2 separate regions of the Arabidopsis thaliana genome follow, and region 2 is linked to region 1. A link is a contact called in public targeted proximity ligation data. All regions are on one chromosome and are shown on one strand. The core of a region is the stretch at or near the end of the contact, and the rest is flanking DNA. Distances in the headings are between cores, read along the strand shown. Region 1 holds the start of AT4G18950 (Integrin-linked protein kinase family). Region 2 holds the start of VPS25 (E2F/DP family winged-helix DNA-binding domain-containing protein).

Region 1 (4,361 bases), core at 1,372-3,871:
TTGTTTAATTTGGCTTTTTCAATAATAATCTTTTTATTCACCCTTAATCGTGGCAACGATTACTTATATAGTCACATCAACATTGAGACGAGTCTTGCGAGAAGGGACAATGACGGAAGAAAACGCAACGCCACTGCAACCGCCACAAACGCAGGAGGATGATGAAGAGGAAAAGGCAATGTATGCTATCTGGGCAGTACCGGAGGATGACGTGGAGGATCGGCTTCAGAGGTTAATGGAAGGGCTCAGGTCAGAGTTTGGCGGTCCAGCATTTGATCCTCACTTAACCCTCGTTGGACCTTTCCCTTACAAACTTACGGCCAGCGAGGCTAAACGGATGTTCAAGTCGGCGTGTGAAGGTTTTAAGGTGTATCCTGCTACCGTTGACCAAGTCTCCGCCGGAACTTCTTACTTTCAGTGTCTCTACGTATCTCTCCGGCACACCGTAGAGGTATATTTTACATGCATAAACTGAAACAAATCTTTAACCGAAATTGAAACTTATAAGCTACCGGACATTGTTTTTGCGTTTGTCTTATGTTTACAGGTAATGAATGCTGCCGGACATTTCATGGCCCACTTCAAACCCTTCACCGGAAAATGTATGATCTAATCTCGATTAATCGGATTTTAATATTTGGTTGGGAAGTAATTAAAACGTTATTATTGTGAAAAACACTAAAAATCATATTATTACCAAGAAACGTGTTTTTTTGTTTCTTTCTCTTTCTGTGTACGTGTATTTGAAACGTTGGATTGTTGCAGTTTACGTGCCACACATGAGCATACTCTACGGCGATTTAACGGAGAGGGAGAAGAAGAAAGCGTTAGAGAAAGCTTACACGCTTGATTCGAGTCTCGACGGATTGAATTTTAAGATAAATCGAGTTGCATTATGGATAACCGATGCAGACGTTGGATCGTGGGTGAAAGTTGACGAACATACTCTAATTTCTTAAATGAAATAAAGTAAATAAATATTATGGTTTTGGGCCTAGTCTCCAATCTTCCTCTTGTGCTTTGTGTGTTGTGTGCAATTTGTCTCCCCTTATTCGGTTTTCATCTGCTGCATTGGTTTAGTAAGGTATGATGTTCCATGGTTCGGCTCAAATTTGTTATCGGTTTGGTCTAAATGTATCTTTGCCTCTGGCTTAATTCTATGTTAATATGAACATAGTTTATGGATCTTGTGGGAATATTCCTCCTTCTGTTTCTTGTTAAGTGTTTTGGTTTATATCTTGAAGAAGAATGACCTAGTCAAGGATTTGAATCATTGGACTCTTATCAAACTGATAATATCATAATAAGATGATTCAAGATATAATATTTAAAAGCACACAATCATGAATCAATTTGGAGTCTAGTTGACATTTGTTACTAAATTACTAACAAAAGGTTCAAAAAGTTTGAATTGACATTAAAGATAAGAATCATTGATAAGGGTGCAGGAGGAGGAAAAAGCTATAAGTAAACAACTTGTCATTCGTCGAAACTAAAATATGATAGCTATGTGCATATGTTTTAACATAGATTTAAAATTTAATGTAAAGTTTTTTCATCATAATTTAGTACGAGTATAGGACAAAACTTGGTAAGATTTTGCTCGAATTTCGTAAAATATAATACTTTCTTGAAACTTTTTATTTAAGTAACGTTGACATTCATGTGACGTGTATGTATCCAATTTTGGTTAATAAGATGCTATGAAATCTAATTATTATACTTTCATTCAACCACTATTCGTATCTAATTAATTAGAATATTCTTTTAATTTTAGTAAACCAAATGAGCTATAGAAAAACATCTCTATAAGAGTAGCTAGGAACCAATTTGGAATGTATAGTTGACATTTGTTACTAAATCACTTAGAGAAACTCCATAAAGTTGGATTGAAATCAAAGGAGAAGTAATATTAAAATGTTTTCAGCAGGAACATATGAGCTATAATTAGACAACTTGTCATTTAAGACAACAAATTGATTATCATCATGTCTTAAGATACGAATGTCAAAATCTTGACCTTGCATGTTAGTTGTTATACATAACTGGTTGAAAAGATAGTTAAGTCTAAAGGTTGACAAATGATGAAATAAAAATTAGAAAAAATGTTAAAGCCATACAAATCCACATGTTGTGAAGTTGAATAAGTAAGTTAAACGAGTTTTGGTTCTAAACTGAAATTTGACCCCCAAAAAAAAGATGAGGATGCAGATGTCAATCTTTACCTATTCAATGTACACCACAATAAATTGAATCACATTCTTAGCATGAAACCTTATCCAATTTGTTTGTATATTTTTTCCTTGGCCAACTAAAGTGGCTATTATCAAGAAACAACTAAAGTACCCTGTAAATTGATAAAGAAAACAAGTGGAAAATATGTAAATATATCATTTTAGAATTCAAACCAAAATAGAACTCATGTAATCTTATAATTCTTATCCCCTTTTTAAAAAGTCTTTAATTTTAGACATGACTTTAAAAATTCACGAGCCAGGTTGGTTACAAACTTACAAAAACTCGTCGGCGCATGTAAAACGCAGTCGTTTAACCGAATCGAATCCAAACACGTGCGGGTTCATCCACACCGTTAAGTTTCATCTGACGCTGTTTACATCAACGGCTAAGATTTGTTATTCTCTCTTTTCGTCAACGCATTGTTACCGTGGCGCCAGATATGACGTCTATATACGCGCATAAAATCACGTGACAAACACGCGCTCAACAAAAGCTGGTTCTTCTCCTTTTCCTCTCCGATGACTTTCTTACCGACCAGCTTAGTCTTCTCCATTACGGCATCATTCACCTATAAATTTCGCCGCTGGGTTTAATTCTCTATTCATTCAGAACCAAAAAAGAAGAAACCTTTTTGATTCTCTTTGCGATTTCTTTGTTCAATCTCTTCTCAGATTGTGTGAATCGGGTTTAAATCGGGGTTTTAGGGTCTCTGTTTTCAAAAGGGTACCAAAAAGTTTGGAGCTTTACTGTAGAAAGATTTGATTTTTCGTTGACCCACTCCGAGATTTTCGGATACAAATCAGGGTTTTAGGGTTTTTGTTGGAATGGAAGAGGATTATCAACAGCCGAGGTTTACGATTGGTAGGCAATCATCAATGGCGCCGGAGAAGATTCCGGAGCCGTCGGTTCACTCAGAAGAAGAGGTGTTTGAGGATGGAGAAGAGATCGATGGTGGTGTGAGACTAATGTATTTGGCTAATGAAGGTGACATTGAAGGGATTAAGGAGCTTATTGATTCAGGGATTGATGCTAATTACAGAGACATTGATGATCGGACTGCTTTACACGTGGCGGCTTGTCAAGGATTGAAAGATGTTGTTGAGCTTCTTCTTGATCGGAAAGCTGAGGTTGATCCTAAAGATCGTTGGGGAAGCACTGTAAGAAGAAACTAAACCAATTGCTTTTTTTTTTTTTGGTGATTGTCTCTCTGGTTATGTTGAGTAATGATGATGTTTGTTAGTGATCTAATACGTTTTAGAAAACAGCCATTTGCAGATGCGATATTTTACAAGAACATTGATGTTATCAAGATTCTTGAGATACATGGAGCTAAACATCCGGTAAGAATCTGGCTAGTAATGTTGGTTTTGGTGTTTGATTGGAAGCTTATTTGTTTTTCTCATGATTGTTGACACATTTGTATGTTTTCAGATGGCTCCAATGCACGTTAAGACTGCTCGTGAAGTCCCTGAGTATGAAATAAATCCTAGTGAGCTTGATTTCACTCAAAGCAAAGAGATAACAAAGGTAAAAAACATGTTTCATCTGTAATGGATCTTGTATCTATAAGTTTGAGTCTTTTTTGTCTTAACAGTGTGAAGATTCTTGTTTCAGGGAACTTACTGTATGGCAATGTGGCGTGGTATTCAAGTTGCGGTGAAAAAGCTGGATGATGAAGTTTTGAGCGATGACGATCAAGTGTAAGTAAATATCCTGTAGACGGTTCTAACTTCTAAGGTTTTGGATTCCAATTCCTTACCATAATCTTTTTGTATGTGCGTGTAGGAGGAAGTTCCATGATGAGCTTGCATTGCTCCAAAGGCTTAGGCATCCAAACATTGTGCAGTTTCTTGGTGCTGTAACCCAAAGTAACCCAATGATGATTGTGACTGAATATTTGCCCAGGGTACTGACTTTCTCTGATAAATTTGAAATTATTTTTGCATTTAGTTTCACGAAACCAAGATCTCATTTGATATATTCTTCAGGGGGATTTGCGTGAATTGCTCAAACGAAAAGGACAATTGAAACCAGCTACTGCTGTTAGATATGCCCTTGATATTGCTAGGTATGCAAGTTGAAGCTATATATGTCTCTTCTTCGTTGTTTATATATGTTCTATA
Region 2 (3,802 bases), core at 1,021-3,520, 34 kb after region 1:
GACCAAAACAGCTCCTAAGGTGTCTGGAACAAGAGCTAGAGACTTTAATACAGATATTGACCTTTATGAGTAAGTTTCTATTTGTGTTTAACTTGGACTTGTACCATCATTTCAGCTTAAAAACAATTTTGTTTTTGGTAATCTGAAAAATCTAATGGGGGAAAAAATGCAGGAAACCAATATCCAGGCTAGGAACTTGGACAGGAAGAGCAAGAGCAAAAATACCAACAACAATGTCGATGGACTTTAAGATCCGTCCTCCATCGAAGGTTGACATTAACCAAGAAGAGGAACCTTGTTCCAAGTGGCAAATGGAAAAAAGACATAAAAACGTAAGTTTCCTGCATTAACATATAGAAGATGATCACTACTTGCATTGCATCATGATGGTTTTCTGCATCAATGACTATTTTTGATTTGAAAACTAAGAGAAAATATGATACCTTTGTGACAGCTAACCGTAAAACAGAAGCAGCAAAAGAACATCAGGAAAGGGGGCATGCAAGCATTGAAGCTTAGTGTAGACGGACGCACTATGCTCAAGTACTTGTAGAGATCATTTACCAGAGATGTTTTGGACACATCAATTGCAAAATCCATGGTGAATTTCTACACACATTGTGTTTAGTGTTTTATGTAGTGAGATTATTCTTAGTTTATAGAACTCAAAAGTGTGACTAGAGTGAATGAGTGTTATCAAAAACATAAAGAGTTAATATATCCATTTGGTTCGTAAGATTTTTCCAATAGAAGTTATTACCAAAAACGTTTACACAGAGTAGCATCAGACAGAGAACTTGACGCCTTCATCATCTGCTGATGTTCCCTTGAACAATGCAAGCTTGCCCTTGTTCTCTAGCAGCTTTAAGGCCCTCATTAGAATCGTCCGATCAATCCCTTGAAGTTCTGAAACATCAAAGAGAACATTTGGTTACCATTTCACATTGTGTGACACAAACAAAATCATATTAGAAAAACTAGAATTAGAGTTAAATACCTGTTCCAAGTGATTCTGTCCCTGAACGTATTTCTTCAACAGTCATAACACTGTCCTCTAATCCATTATCTCTCACCTGATACATGACATCGATTAGAGAAACCGATTTTTTTGAAAGTTTCTTTGATTAATTCACATGTGACTCACAAACTGAAGAACAATGTCTGCCCAATCTTGAATCCGGTGCCACAGAATAAGACATTTCCTATGCCCTTTATCTAACCACTCCGCACGCCCTGACAATAGATAAAAAATGACACATTCAAATGAAACTATGAGACTAAGAAACCTCATTCTACCACCGGAAAATGAACTCATAAAACCAAAAAAACGTAAAGACACAAGCCGCTTGAACGACTCAGAATCTAACCTTCACCAACAATGGCTGAAAGAAATGTTTCCCTTGCTTCATGACTTAGAGATCCTACAAACGAAATGAAACTAATGCTTTAAAACACTTCCCTTGAAAACATAGAAAACCACAAGATTAACAGCGAAACGATAAGACAGAAGGATCATACTATCAATGGCAGAGTTTGAGAAGAGAGGGAAATCTTCTTCAACACCAATCAAGAAAATCTTTTGGGATTTGCAGTAATCCAAAATAAGCTCTTTCCAGAGCTGTATCTGTTTCTCACGAGTGTCCCTCACAGGCTGCAAACTGAAAAGAGAAACATTTCTTCAATCTATAATCTTTAAGAGAAAAAAAAAAAGAGAAACTTTGAAGAAGAGTTTGATACGTGAAGTATGGAGGATAATTGAAGAATTGAGGAAGCTTGAAATCAGCCAATTTCTGCATCTTTGGACCTCAATATCTATTCACAAATAAAAACAGAGCTCATTGGATTATTCTGCAAATATGCTAATTCGAATTAACGCAAAGAGATTCCCAAAATAGCTCTAACCGATTCAATTTTCGATTTTGAAGCATTATTGAGAAATCGAATCACCAAAACCCCAACATTAGAAATCTAAAACCCAGAAACAACAATCAAAATCTATTGTTCCCAGAGAAGAAAGCTATGTTTTTGTAGAAGAAATCAGATCTGGATTATGTCAATCCAACAGCATCTACCGATGATCCCTAAAATCTATTCCCCAGAAGACAAAACATTTAGAGAGCGAGCAGCTTACGAAGCAGACAGATGAGCTGGAGTCTTTGAGACTTGACTGCTCTGTTTCAAAATCTCAAAATCGGAAAATTTTGATTGAAACGAAACGATGGTGATAATTGGGGTTTAATATGTTTTGACTATTTTACCCTTACACTTTTCATTTCAGAAGTTGACAATTTGGATTCATTCCACTATTTGAGATTTATGAGTTTTTCACACGTCTAATAACAAAAGTTGGACCATTTGTTATGCAAATAGGCTTAAGCCTTAAAGGCAACACTAACGATGAAACTCAACTTAATAGGATAGATTCATGTGTCTGTGGAGAACAAAGTTCAAAAGTATAACTGTAATACCTAAAAACTTAAAAGGAAGTTGCATTTAATCCTCAGAGAATGTTACAATCTGTAGCTTAAACGAACAGTGAAGGAAAAAAGAGGAAAGAAGAGTTTAAGCTGCAACAAGATCAGGTGTCTCGGCCTCAACAGATAACAATGTGGTGTGAACCTTATCGACCCAGCTGTCTAGCTGATCCCTCAATGACTTGATCTGCGGTATTCCTAACACCCTCGGTTGCGCCCATGAGACGTAAACTGTTCCATTCACCTGATCTAGTATTCCCTCTATCAAGTGCACCTGCAATAACTCATTCTCCTCAGTTTTCACAATCAACCAATACAGAATCACACATTCAAGAAGATTTCGAGTCTGCGTCTTGCCAATCTTCTTTAGATTTTTAATGTTACTGATAGAATGAGATAGAGAGAAAGAGAGAGGAAAGAAAAAGGTACTCACCGATAAGCTCTTCATGAGAAGGTGCTCAACATCTTCGATTGAAAGTTTAGTACGCTCGGCAATGACACTCAAAGGTATGGTCCTATCTTCAGCAGGTCGGCTGTGGCAAAGATGTTATATACAAGTTAAGTACTAAGTTTGTTTTCATCTGTATATGGGTATAAGATGACTCCTACAGAGAATGAATACCTGAAAATGATCTCAATAAGGCAGAGAATGTTGATCTTCTCTAATAGTTTCTTCTCATTCTCAACCAGTGCTGGTTGAGCACTCAACGATGCATTGTGCACACGACAGAGTTCTTGGTACTGAACTAAATCTCCGTGGTTGAATGCTTGTAGAATGTGGTAAAGCCATTCCACATTTGTTCCAAGCAGACTTTTCAACTGCCATAACATATATAACATGTCAGTGTTCTTTTATCTATAATGGTGAATAAATCTGTGGTTTGCTAATTTGGAGGATGAAGGGAAACTTACAATTGGATGGGCTAACAGTTCCCCAAAGTTATAGATATTCTCCCCAAGTAGAGCTGAAAGCGACAAATCAAAAGCCAAATCCTGAAAGAAACGAAAGTATATGATATTAACATTTTGATTGGAACACAAAGCAATTTACAGAGATAAAGCATTTTTCACTGTAAGTTTCCTTTCATAGAGTGCTAATACTTATCCAAAATTGCTAAAAGACCATTTGGTAACGTAACGACTACATATATCATATATGAATGATTAGAACATTCAGAGGGACGTACCAGCTTAAATGATTCCGAGAGTGAGTCCACAGACGTATAAGCGAGGTAAAGAAGAGCATTTTTATAGAACTCAGAGAACTCTTGACGGACTTTATGGTACTGAGAAGAGACCCAAAAGAAGTTGGCATAAACTGATGGATC

Evidence for each region.
Region 2: a targeted proximity ligation map of shoot shows a contact between it and region 1, with 17 read pairs. A contact is called at or near these places in 5 of 26 Hi-C or Micro-C datasets (callus, leaf, root and 2 more), 2 of 2 datasets of targeted methods (seedling and shoot) and 2 of 3 other capture datasets (root and seedling).

Annotation. Positions count from the first base shown.
Region 1 is chr4:10,372,623-10,376,983 of TAIR10.1, forward strand. AT4G18950 (Integrin-linked protein kinase family) reads left to right here and starts at 2,622. Exons shown (of 12, transcript NM_118012.5): 1 at 2,622-3,395; 2 at 3,504-3,578; 3 at 3,670-3,765; 4 at 3,853-3,938; 5 at 4,024-4,144; 6 at 4,227-4,306. The coding sequence starts at 3,063. AT4G18940 (RNA ligase/cyclic nucleotide phosphodiesterase family protein) reads left to right here and starts at 36. Exons shown (of 3, transcript NM_118011.3): 1 at 36-451; 2 at 548-602; 3 at 766-1,273. The coding sequence starts at 110. The coding sequence ends at 959.
Region 2 is chr4:10,406,787-10,410,588 of TAIR10.1, forward strand. VPS25 (E2F/DP family winged-helix DNA-binding domain-containing protein) reads right to left here and starts at 2,271. Exons shown (of 8, transcript NM_001341313.1): 1 at 2,132-2,271; 2 at 1,738-1,812; 3 at 1,519-1,658; 4 at 1,368-1,421; 5 at 1,145-1,233; 6 at 998-1,073; 7 at 444-906; 8 at 1-341. The coding sequence starts at 1,796. The coding sequence ends at 785. AT4G19006 (Proteasome component (PCI) domain protein) reads right to left here. Exons shown (of 6, transcript NM_148355.5): 2 at 3,662-3,802; 3 at 3,387-3,467; 4 at 3,097-3,293; 5 at 2,908-3,007; 6 at 2,362-2,748. The coding sequence ends at 2,563. IWS2 (Transcription elongation factor (TFIIS) family protein) reads left to right here. Exons shown (of 8, transcript NM_001341312.1): 6 at 1-69; 7 at 188-332; 8 at 470-553. The coding sequence ends at 553.